Linked DNA regions of Mus musculus: regions 1 and 2 are each linked to region 3. The links are chromatin contacts, called in public Hi-C maps. All regions are on one chromosome and are shown on one strand. The core of a region is the stretch at or near the end of the contact, and the rest is flanking DNA. Distances in the headings are between cores, read along the strand shown.

What was found. A called contact is a pair of places that touch in the nucleus more often than the background predicts.
Region 1: a Hi-C map of adipose-derived mesenchymal stem cells shows a contact between it and region 3, with 4 times the contacts expected there. The contact joins two enhancer-like sites. A contact is called at or near these places in 5 of 484 Hi-C or Micro-C datasets (the 3T3-L1 cell line, adipose-derived mesenchymal stem cells, cortical neurons and 2 more).
Region 2: a contact with region 3 is called in a Hi-C map of adipose-derived mesenchymal stem cells, with 2.0 times the contacts expected there. The contact joins two enhancer-like sites.

Annotation. Positions count from the first base shown.
Region 1 is chr7:118,103,364-118,106,858 of GRCm38.p6, forward strand. It overlaps Rps15a (ribosomal protein S15A), which reads right to left. Exons shown (of 5, transcript NM_170669.2): 5 at 1,011-3,495. Among named protein-coding and RNA genes, the nearest start is that of Rps15a, 11 kb to the right of the region's middle. Within about 2 kb of position 1,503, at least 106 of the 459 cell types and tissues checked have an H3K27ac peak or open chromatin away from gene starts, as enhancers often do. A contact at or near this core is called in adipose-derived mesenchymal stem cells, where this site is marked.
Region 2 is chr7:117,412,294-117,415,635 of GRCm38.p6, forward strand. All of the region lies in intron 1 of Xylt1 (xylosyltransferase 1), which reads left to right. Among named protein-coding and RNA genes, the nearest start is that of Xylt1, 33 kb to the left of the region's middle. Within about 2 kb of position 1,883, at least 79 of the 459 cell types and tissues checked have an H3K27ac peak or open chromatin away from gene starts, as enhancers often do. A contact at or near this core is called in adipose-derived mesenchymal stem cells, where this site is marked.
Region 3 is chr7:117,737,997-117,741,356 of GRCm38.p6, forward strand. All of the region lies in intron 2 of Gm34762 (a long non-coding RNA gene), which reads right to left. Among named protein-coding and RNA genes, the nearest start is that of Gm34762, 20 kb to the right of the region's middle. Within about 2 kb of position 1,810, at least 44 of the 459 cell types and tissues checked have an H3K27ac peak or open chromatin away from gene starts, as enhancers often do. A contact at or near this core is called in adipose-derived mesenchymal stem cells, where this site is marked.

The sequences.
Region 1 (3,495 bases), core at 253-2,752, 370 kb after region 3:
ACAATCCTCATACAATGACAGGGCAGCAGCCCAGACCAGGGACATCTGACTAGCCTTTGGTGGTAACAAAGGACCTAAAGACCAGGACCTCACTACGGCCTTAGGTGGTACTCAAATCAGGCTCCTTGATTCTCTAGTTCTGCCTCTCTTCATTGTGCACATTCTTCTGTTTCTTTCTCTTCCATCTCTCTACCACTTGGTCATCCTAGTGGTGCCCAGTCTCTGGGTGTCTGGGGTCCTCTTAGGAATGGTCTCAGAAGTGCTATACCTTGCCCATGCCATGTGGCACCAGGTGGAAGTTGTCTTGGGCGTGGTTTTGAAATCAGTTTTGAAAGGATGAAAGGATTGGGCTAGTTCAGATATGCAGATCTTGGAGTAAGTGAGCAGTGTACATATCTGGTTATCCATGGAGACAGGAGGGAGCCACCATGAGTCTCCACGTGCGAGTTTGCATCCCCATTCATCACACACCCAGGGCTTCCCCTCTCCTCTCTCCAGACTTCACACTGTGCAACTATAGCCTATGCCAGAAGGTTCAACCATACACAAGGCTTCCCCACACACCCACAGTTAAGACTATTACTTAAGCAAGAAAGACAGCTGTAAGAAGCTAATTAGGAAACCTTCAGAACAAAGAAATTGCTGAAGAAATTGACCTTGGAGAATACTAGGCCAGGACAGCTTAGAAGAGCCCAGGCAGTGACACTCTGAGATTATCAAGGTTTCTAGCAACCTGTCCCAAATGAAAATTGCTGCGTACAAGGGTCAGCCTCCTTCGACTGTGTGCACAGCTGGGAGTGTGTGTGTGCTGAGTGGCTTTAAGCAGCAGTCAGGCAAGGTGACAGACCCAGAGGTGTGACATGGCCAGTGCCCAGCAGTCTTGAAGGAGCAAGAAACCAATGTTTTGTTTGTTGCAAGTCCAGCTGCTCACCACACCATAGTGTGATCAGGTAGAAACCAGGCAAGCTTATTCAAAAGGTCACCAATTCAGAAGCCATTCAGACAAGAGGTTTTAAAAAAAATGCTTTATTTTATTCACACACACATGTTCGCACAAAGAGAGGCCATAAATTCGAGAAATTGAGTAAGAGGAGAGCACATAGGAGAGGTTGAATGAAAAGGACAGGGAGAGAGGCCAACATAATTGTATTTTACTTTCAAAGACTTAAAAAATCAGAAATTTCATTTCATTACTCCATCTCCCCCCACCCCACCCCCAGGCGTGTACAAGCACACTTGAAGGCCAGAGGAGGGTGTCAGACTCCCCGGAGCCCAAGTCATAGGCTAGTGTGAGCAGCCCGACGGAGGTGCTGGGGACCGAACCTGAATCCACTCAGGAGCAGCAAGTGCTCTTAACAACCTAGCCATTGTCCCAGCCCCTAAATTATCTCATTGATAAGACCAAGAACCCAAAAAGGAATTTCAGTAACAACAGTTCAGCCCTGATTCACCAAGAATGATGGTGACTCATCATCTTTGCTATCTATACTTTCTGCTGACTCACAACTCCTGGTCACTCAGGTTTCTGCTGACTCATGATTCCTGTCAGCTGACTCAAGACTTCCATTATAACTTCCCTTCCCCTCATCTCTCTGCTTCAGGCCCCAAATACTTACTGCTTCTCTTTGCCCTCATTCATCATCTACAGAAAAGGATCTCAATTTTCCCAATACCCCTGGTTATTAGATTTCCCACATGGCAGCCTCACTAGCCCCCATCACTCTGAGTACAAAAGCTGAGAAGAGTGAAGAACCCCCCAGGGGCTGTTATTAGGACTGCAGACATACTATAGTCAGGACAGGTCAGTCCGGACTCCACATCTTCTTCCCAGAAGCATTCAGACTCCCTCTCAGGATTAAAAACAAGTAAAATAGTGTTATGCCAAGCACCACTTTCATTTTACAGTTTATCCCAAGCCTGACCACAGTACTAGAACATAGCCTCTTTGTACCCATTTCACAGAAATGAAAACCTATTTAGAAGGGACACTCAAATTCATGCTTCAAGCAACTGGCAGGATACGATAGATCTGAATGCTGAGGCTTCTTCAGTAGGGCTCACCATAGTCATAAATAAAACCATAATCTCAAAACCATTATGTCTTAAGTCAGAGTTTCTATTCCTACACAAAACATGACCACGAAGCAAGTTGGGGAGGAAAGGGTTTATTCAGTTAACACTTCCACACTGCTGTTCATCCCCAAGGAAGTCAGGGCTGGAACTCAAGCAGGTCAGGAAGCAGGAGCTGATGCAGAGGCCATGGAGGAATGTTACTGGCTTGCTTCCCCTGGCTTGTTCAGCTTGCTTACAGAACCCAGAATTACCAGCCCAGAGATGGCACCACCCACAAGGGGCTAGCCCCCATCCCCCCATCACTGAGAAAACTGCTGAATCTCATGGAGGCATTTCCTCAACTGAACTCCAGCTTGTGTCAAGTTGACACAAAACCAGCCAGCACACTTCGTAAATGAAAAACCCATTTAATGTACTGCCATTCTACACAACGTTGCCATTCTATACAACATGTAGGCTCAGCAGGCAAAGGTGCTTGCTGCCAATCCTGACTGGATCCACTGTAAAGAGAACCATTTCTCGACAGCTTGACCTCAATCAAGGCAAAAGCTTACACGTGCATACATTTAGTAGTTTACTAAGTAAACAATTAAGGTCGGTGCTGGCTCACCCCAGCCTTCCTTGATTGTTCTGAGAACGCGTGGTTATCCTATTCAATCTAAAGCAACCCTTATTTTATACTCAAGTGATAATCCCCTGCGGCACCCCACTTGCTGTGCTGTACGAGTGGTGAGAACTATGGTGTTCCTGTGGACATGCCTGCCATGCAATGCAAACACCTCAGGGGGCCAGACTAGGCCACACTGCAAGACCTGCTTTTAAAAGAGGGGAAAATGGTGCTGGAGAAATGGCTCAGAGAAATAGCTGCTCTTCTAGAGGATGTAGGTTTGCTTCCCAGCATCCACTGGGGCTTAAAAACTGTCTATTAACTATAGTTAAAAGGGAATCTAACACCTCTCCTGCTTGGGCACTGCACCCATGTAGTGTACACATGTAGAACTAATTAAGTGGGCCTGGTTTCTCTCTGGTGAGGACTCAAGGTCAAAAGAGGGAGGTGGGAGGGAGAATGGGGTGGATGAAAAAAAGGCCACCCTATGGGTTTGCTATCAGGGATCTCTCAAATGCCGGTCTCTGGGACACTGGAGGCATAAACTGCATAACCCAAGGTAGCTCTTGTTCAAATTAATCAAGGATCTCCAGATAAACCAAAGATGTAGCCAAGAGAGATGCCATCCTTAGGGGTAAGGTAAGAAAGATGCTGAGACAGGCAAGCTTGAAATTTCCACTGAACCTACAATAGTTTTTGGATGGAGGAATGAGTGACAGGTAGGTGGGTTACATAGGGGGATGAACAATGCAGGCATGAGATGGAAATAGGTAGCAGACTTGCCCTCCGGCAGCCTATAGTCTGATAGGCTGACA
Region 2 (3,342 bases), core at 633-3,132, 330 kb before region 3:
GCTGCTACTCCGGCCCCTTTGCTGCAGATACTAGAAGGCTGATTTGGCCTCGAGGAAATGATGTTAAAAGTCTGGGGTTGGGGGTGGAATTCTGCTGGCTTCTCACAATCTGCCAGGTTTATATTTCCATGTGTTTCGGAAAGGTTCTCCTGCCTCCAAGAGTGACTTTCTAGAGATGGTAGATGTGAACAGGCTATGAGGCATTCTTTCCCATGCGTGCTCTTTTTTCATGAGATCCTTCTCAGGCAGTTTGCTTGGGCTGGTGATGTGTCTTGGGGCGCTGCTCCAAGAGGGAAGTGGTGCCGCCTTGGATGTGGATATCACTACACTCCAAATACACATGTAGGTGACATCGTGCTCACTGGCTCCTCATGGGACACTTTCCTGGCACAGCTCCAAAAGCACTTGGCTGAGATAAAAATCTCCTGTCCCCAGATGCCTTCTGGTTTTTGTGGAGTCAAATAAGATTGTAGGAGAAGGATGCTGGGTTTGGAAGTGGGTTTCTGTGGCCACATGTGGGAGATTAACCCTAGGGGAATACCATGCTAGCAAAAAGCAGGCGGCTAGCTCCCCACACTGGCCCAGATGTCTCCAGAGCTCTTGCCTCTGTGTCTGAGAAGTTAGAATTTTGGCAAGCATTTCTTCTTCTTCTTCTTCTTCTTCTTCTTCTTCTTCTTCTTCTTCTTCTTCTTCTTCTTCTTCTTCTTCTTCTTCTTCTTCTTCTTCTCTCTTTTCTTCTTCTGCCTTGGCATAGTCTTTGGAGTTCTTTGTGCAAAATGTTACATGTGTCACCTGACCACTGAAATTATGCGAAGATGGGCCTGAGTGCAGAGATTGCCTGCTCTCAGTTTTCCTGTCTGTAAAATGGGTCCTGTATGTTGTCTGTACCAAAAGATCCTCCCAGAATTTAATGGGCAGAAGCACAGAGACCATTTGCCAGGGGTCCCCCTCCAAGGAGCAGACAAGATTAACTGTTCCCACCATCGTTGTCAGAGTTTCTGCATTCATGGCTTCCTGGACAGTTCTCTGGGTTTTACAAAGTAGACTGACTAAGGCTTCACTCCTCCCGCTGTGACCTGAGCTGTGTGACTCCCTGTCCTCGGTGTAGTGAGTGTCATAGACACTCAGGTTTTCATAACGAACATCAGGTGTTGCTGAACTGAAATTGGATTTCTGGGCTCCTTCCCAGTTCTCTGTGCATCTCATTACCTACAGAGCATGGAGGCCATGTGGTTGTTTGGAAATTCATTGCTATCCCTAACTCCAGGAACCTCCCCCCCCACCACCTCTGGGGTTCATTTCTGCTTTCCGTTTTTTATAGAGTGACCTCATTCTTCACCCATAGCTTAAAAGCTGATTGTGATCACGGGAGCTTTAAATAACAAGATCAAACCCAATTTTAGCAAACGCTGACACCATCCCTACTGTGTGCTAACTGTGGGGCTCAGCAACTGGTGGTGTCAATCAGAGCCCCAAGCAAACCGAGGAAGTTAGGGTAATAATGTCTGTGAGGCTCTAGAGCAGTGGCTTTCAACCTGTGGGTCTGGAACCCCCGAGGGGAGCATCTACCTTTCACCGGGGTTGTATATCAGGTATCCTACGTATCAGATGTTGACGTTATGTTTCATAATGGTAACAAAATTACAGTTCTAAAATAGCACCGAAAGTGATTTTATAGTGGGACAGTACTAAATGGTCACAGCATTAGGAAGATTGAGAAACACTCACTGATCTAGAGGCAGACAGTACTGGGATTTGATTCCATCTGCCTCTTCCCTGCCTCTGTGACTCCAGGCAGGTCACTTCACCTATCTGAGATGCGGAGGGTGTGTGCCCCATCAGGCGGATGGATGTCTTCAGGAGGAAGGGAACAATGCAGTCTATGATGTGCACATCCTGTAGTAGATCAGTTAGTATCTATGCATCTGTCCTCAGCTGCTCGTGGGTGCATGCAAGGAGGAAAAGTCACAGAAGAATCATCGGAGGCCTGAGCCCTGGAGAAGCCGTTGGCATCTGTGTGTAGGCAGGTGAACACACCGAGTTGTGTGCCTGCATGCAGAGGCCAGAAGACACCTTCAACTCTCGTTCCTCAGGCACTGTTCACCAAGTTTTATCAAGACAGGGTCTCTACCTGACCAGGGAATGCCAAGTCGGCCAGCTAGGCTGGCTAGCAAGTCCCGAGGTGCTTCTCTTTTTGCCTCCCCAGTGCTGGCCTTTCAAGCACACGATACCACACCTGGCTTTTTTTTCCCCTTTGTGGGTTCTGGGGATTTAACTTAGACCTCTGTGCTCAGGCGTGTCCCCAGCTTGCCACTGGGTATTTTAACATACTGAATTTCTTTTGCCAGTTGCTGGATCTCGCCAGCACCTAGCAAGAGCTTTGTAAGGATGCTTCATAGGATGGGTTGGATACACTAGTAAATACTCTGAGATTTGTTTTGCTCCTCCGGGGCCTTTTCCTCCCCAATCTCTGAGGCCAAACTTAGATGTAACCAAAACCACAGCCGCCTTCAGACAGGGAGGGAGCCTGAAATAGCTCAGCGGGCCCCGTCACAGGGGTGTCTAGTTTTACAGCAGCTGCCTCTGTCTTCGGAAAAACCTCACTCGTGTGGTAGGAGTCAGTGGTGAGGCACTGAAGCACAGGGCTGGGGAAGGGAGTTTGCTTTGGACAGAGAAGGTTCTAGAAGGACAGAGGGTATGCCTTCTCTTTACCTGGGTGCAGAGCCTGACTCCTGTGAGTCATTTCACTTGCATTTCTGCCCTATCTGGAGTAATCTGTGTGAAGTGTGTGATTGGAGCGTCTCCAGGACAGATCCCAGGAGGCTCGAAAGCATACTCGGGAGGATGTTGCTTCCACATGGCACAGCGTTGCCTCATTCACTTGGCATGTGCCAACTCTCCCTTGCTCCTCCAATGGCCTGTCCAGCTGTGTGAGAGGGAATGAGCAGCAGAGTTGGGTTGGTGTGTCATGAGTGTGCAACCATGCACCACTGAGTGCCTACTGTGTGTCCCACGGGGCCTCCCGTATCCCCGCCTTTTATCTTCCTTAGTGACCGTGCATCTATTGTATGTAGTCAGAGCTGCTAATGTCTGTTAAATAGTTGAGGGGAAGGGAGCATGAGGACCTGAGTTCAAGTCCTAGAACCCATGTGAAAAAAGGAAGAGGTGGCAGACGTTGGTAATCCCGGGGCTGGGGGAGGAGATAGGAGGGTCTCTGGTGGGTGTGCCTATGCTTGCACACATGCACTCACTTGAGTGTACGTGCGTACACACACTCATGCACTTCTAAAAAAAGTGCATCCCTTGAGTCAAAGGCAACAGGCTTATGTAGCATCTCTAAGC
Region 3 (3,360 bases), core at 560-3,059:
AATGTGATTGAAACATACATGGTGATTGCCAGTATCCTCCCATGTTATAAACCAGGTATTTTTCAAGCCAGAGCAGTTAAATTTACCTAGAAGCCAGCTGCTCTTGCTGCCAGGAGCAGAATGGGATCATTCATGTAAAGAACTGGGTAAAATATGTGGATCATCATGGAACCCTGCAGCCATTAGGCCAGATGTGCAGGAGCGACGGTAATTATACATCATCAGCATCAGTGCATGTGCAGATTGCCACCACCCCCCCCCCCGCCCCCACCCCACCGTGGGAGAGGAAAGTCTGCCCAGCATAGGTGAATGAAAAGCTTACGTGTGATAATCCATCAACATCTGAGTGCTGGGAAAACTGCTTCCCCCTCACCCCCCAGAAACTTTCTCTCTGGGCTTGGAGAGCCTGGAACCTTCTGTGGAGGGCATTTGGACAACAGAGAAAATAACAGAGGTCTGAACACCAGAAGGGAGCCAAATCTGGATAGCAGGGACGTTGCCTTGAGTACAAAGGGGTTTGAGCTGACAGATGTAAAAACCATTCACAAGTCCTTACTCAAGCCGTGCCATGCCCAGAGCTAGCCAACGAGGGAAACAAGAGGACTGACCAAGGCGGTCCCCAGAAAAGTGTGCCCCAAGTTCCTCTAAAGTCCTTCTGCCTAAAGATAAATGAAGTCATAAACCACCATTCCTATTTTCCTGGCTCTTGGTTTCAAACATAAACTCCAGGACCTCAGAGCTGACCTTAACATGTGGTTCCTTACAAAAATGACTTTTGTCTTCTTTGTGTAGCCCTTCTCAATGAAAGCTTCAGGTATGGTATAGTAATTATAACAGAAACCAAGAGATATAGAACACCTCTTGCAGGGCAGAATGCTAAGTCCTTCACAGGCAAAACTACAACAAATTCTGGAAACCACCAAAAGGTTCAGAATATCCACCCTCACTCAGCAGACATACAAAAGCAAGATCCCAAACGTTGAAGTGACGGGCCCCAACACCACAGATACTAGGAGAGGATGTCTGCTCACAGAGTCAAAGTCCTTTAACAAACCATCATCCTCATGGGCAAGCCTGTCTCCATCATGAAAATCGGGTCATTCATGGAGATCCTTGTTGGATGCACAAAGTGTCCTCAGTTGTGTTGGATCCCAGTGGGAATCAAAACATGACTCTGAATGACTCATTCAATCCCTGTGACATAAATCAGATTATCATGAGCAATGGAAAAATTTCAAATGAGCTTGGAGGCTAGTGGCTCACCCCAAATCCTAAAGATGCCATTTAAACAGTGGTTAATAGACATAGAGCTGTCTGCTGGGCAGAAAGACCATTGATATGCGATAAATAATGGCCCCAATGTGAGTGAAAGTGAGCCCATAAATCCTCACTTGCTTATTAAGGAAGGTATCCTTTGGACCCACATTTATTATATATAACTACTTATAGATGCATTATCAACATATTTTTTCTTAAATACCATGCGGGGGCTGCTGTTCCCTCCTGGCGCAGAAAAATTAAGTCATAGAGAGATGAATTAAGATTCTGTTTAACTTCCTGATGTGGAAGCGAACACTCCCCAGCTGGAAGGGAACTTTGAGATCAACCAACTGTCTAGCTCTTTCAATCTGCAATCGAGAAAACTTCTAGTTTTAGGCATACTAGGCTTTCAGGGAACTTGAAATTCAAACTCACTGGTGACACTCAGACATGCTTAATTTACTCTTAGCATTGGCAGCTCTAATCAATGCACGAGTCTTCTGCTCAATGCCAACAACTGATCAGCCTTCCTGACGAACATGGACACAGAATCCTAATTCATGCTGATTCAAGCTGCAGGGCTTTGCTGATGAGTCACTCCTGGACTTGGGCCGTTACTGCCTATACTGCCAAACATGCTGATTAATTTTCACCGGCAGCCAGACCACAGATGGGCTGGGCTTTCACAGAGAGATTCTGGTTTGTTTGGGGAAGAACATCTGGCTTGTGCATATCGACCATATGTGAGCAGAATACATGTGGTCCAGCATGAGGAAGGACCCGTTGATAAATCTGGTAGGATTCCAGACAGAATAGAAACCTCTTATGTCTTCTATGGAAGCTACTAATATAACATGGCATCCAGCCAGAGAGGAGAAATGGCTGAGAGGATTGCATGAGTGAAGACCACCTGGTAGACCATTCTCAAAGCCTTGTGGTGCTGGGGAAGTAGGTAGAGGCCCTTGAGCTTCAGCGGGGAAAGCACAGATGTTGTGGTGGGAAACAGCACCCTGTGCCGGGGTGTTGAGAGCATGGACCGAATCCTTGAGAACACCAGGAGCTGCTGTAGAACCATAGGAAAGAGCACAGAGAGAGCAGAGGGGCATGGGATGGCAGAAGTGATGCTTCTCCTGGCACTTCACCTCAGGAACATTCAACCAGAATAGCAAGAATCGTGAGAAAGAGAGAGAAACTCGACCCCAAAGCCTGCATTTAGAATACAAAGTGACTACCTTTCCTCTAATTCGGGTTTCCAGGGTAAAAGGCGGATGCTTGAGAGTGAACTTGAGAAGTTCAGCTACAGAAAAGATGGGCTCTGTCTTCACCCATCTGAGCTTCGAGATTGGGACGTTTTCTGCAGCACAGAATGAGCAAGCTTAATGCTATGAGCTGCTTACTGCTCAGTGGCTCTTGATGCTGTGTCTCCGCTGCTGTGGATCACTGAGTGTGAGCACCTGGAGGCAGAGGCAGCATCTTTGATTTTCTTATCTCTGTGGTTTTCGCAGAACTGCTCAGCATACATTTGTCAAAGAAGCGACTCAGAATCTAACTGTATCAGTGTCACCGTTCATGCCATCAGGTGTCAAAGGGGATGTTTCCCTTATTGCAGATGACCGAGTAACTTGTGAAAGATACTCCCTCCCCAACAAAATAAACCCTTCTTGCTCTAGATTGACTTTCTTGGGTTTTTAACTACAGAGATGGAAAGTCACTAATATACTGTGACTCATTCCTCACCTTCCACCACTTGTATACACACACACACACACACACACACACACACAATAAAATTTAAAATAAAATATTTTATTAGGTATTTTCCTCATTTACATTTCCAATGCTATCCCAAAAGTCCCCCATACCCCCCCACTCCCCTACCCACCCACTCCCACATTTTGGCCATGGCATTTCCCTGTACTGGGGCATATAAAGTTTGCAAGTCCAATGGGCCTCTCTTTCCAGTGATAGCTGATTAGGCCATCTTTTGATACATATGTAGCTAGAGTCAAGAGCTCAGGGGTACTGGTTAGTTCATAATGTTGTTTCACCTATAGGGTTGCAGATCCCTCTAGCTCCTTGGGTTCTTTCTCTAGCTCCTAC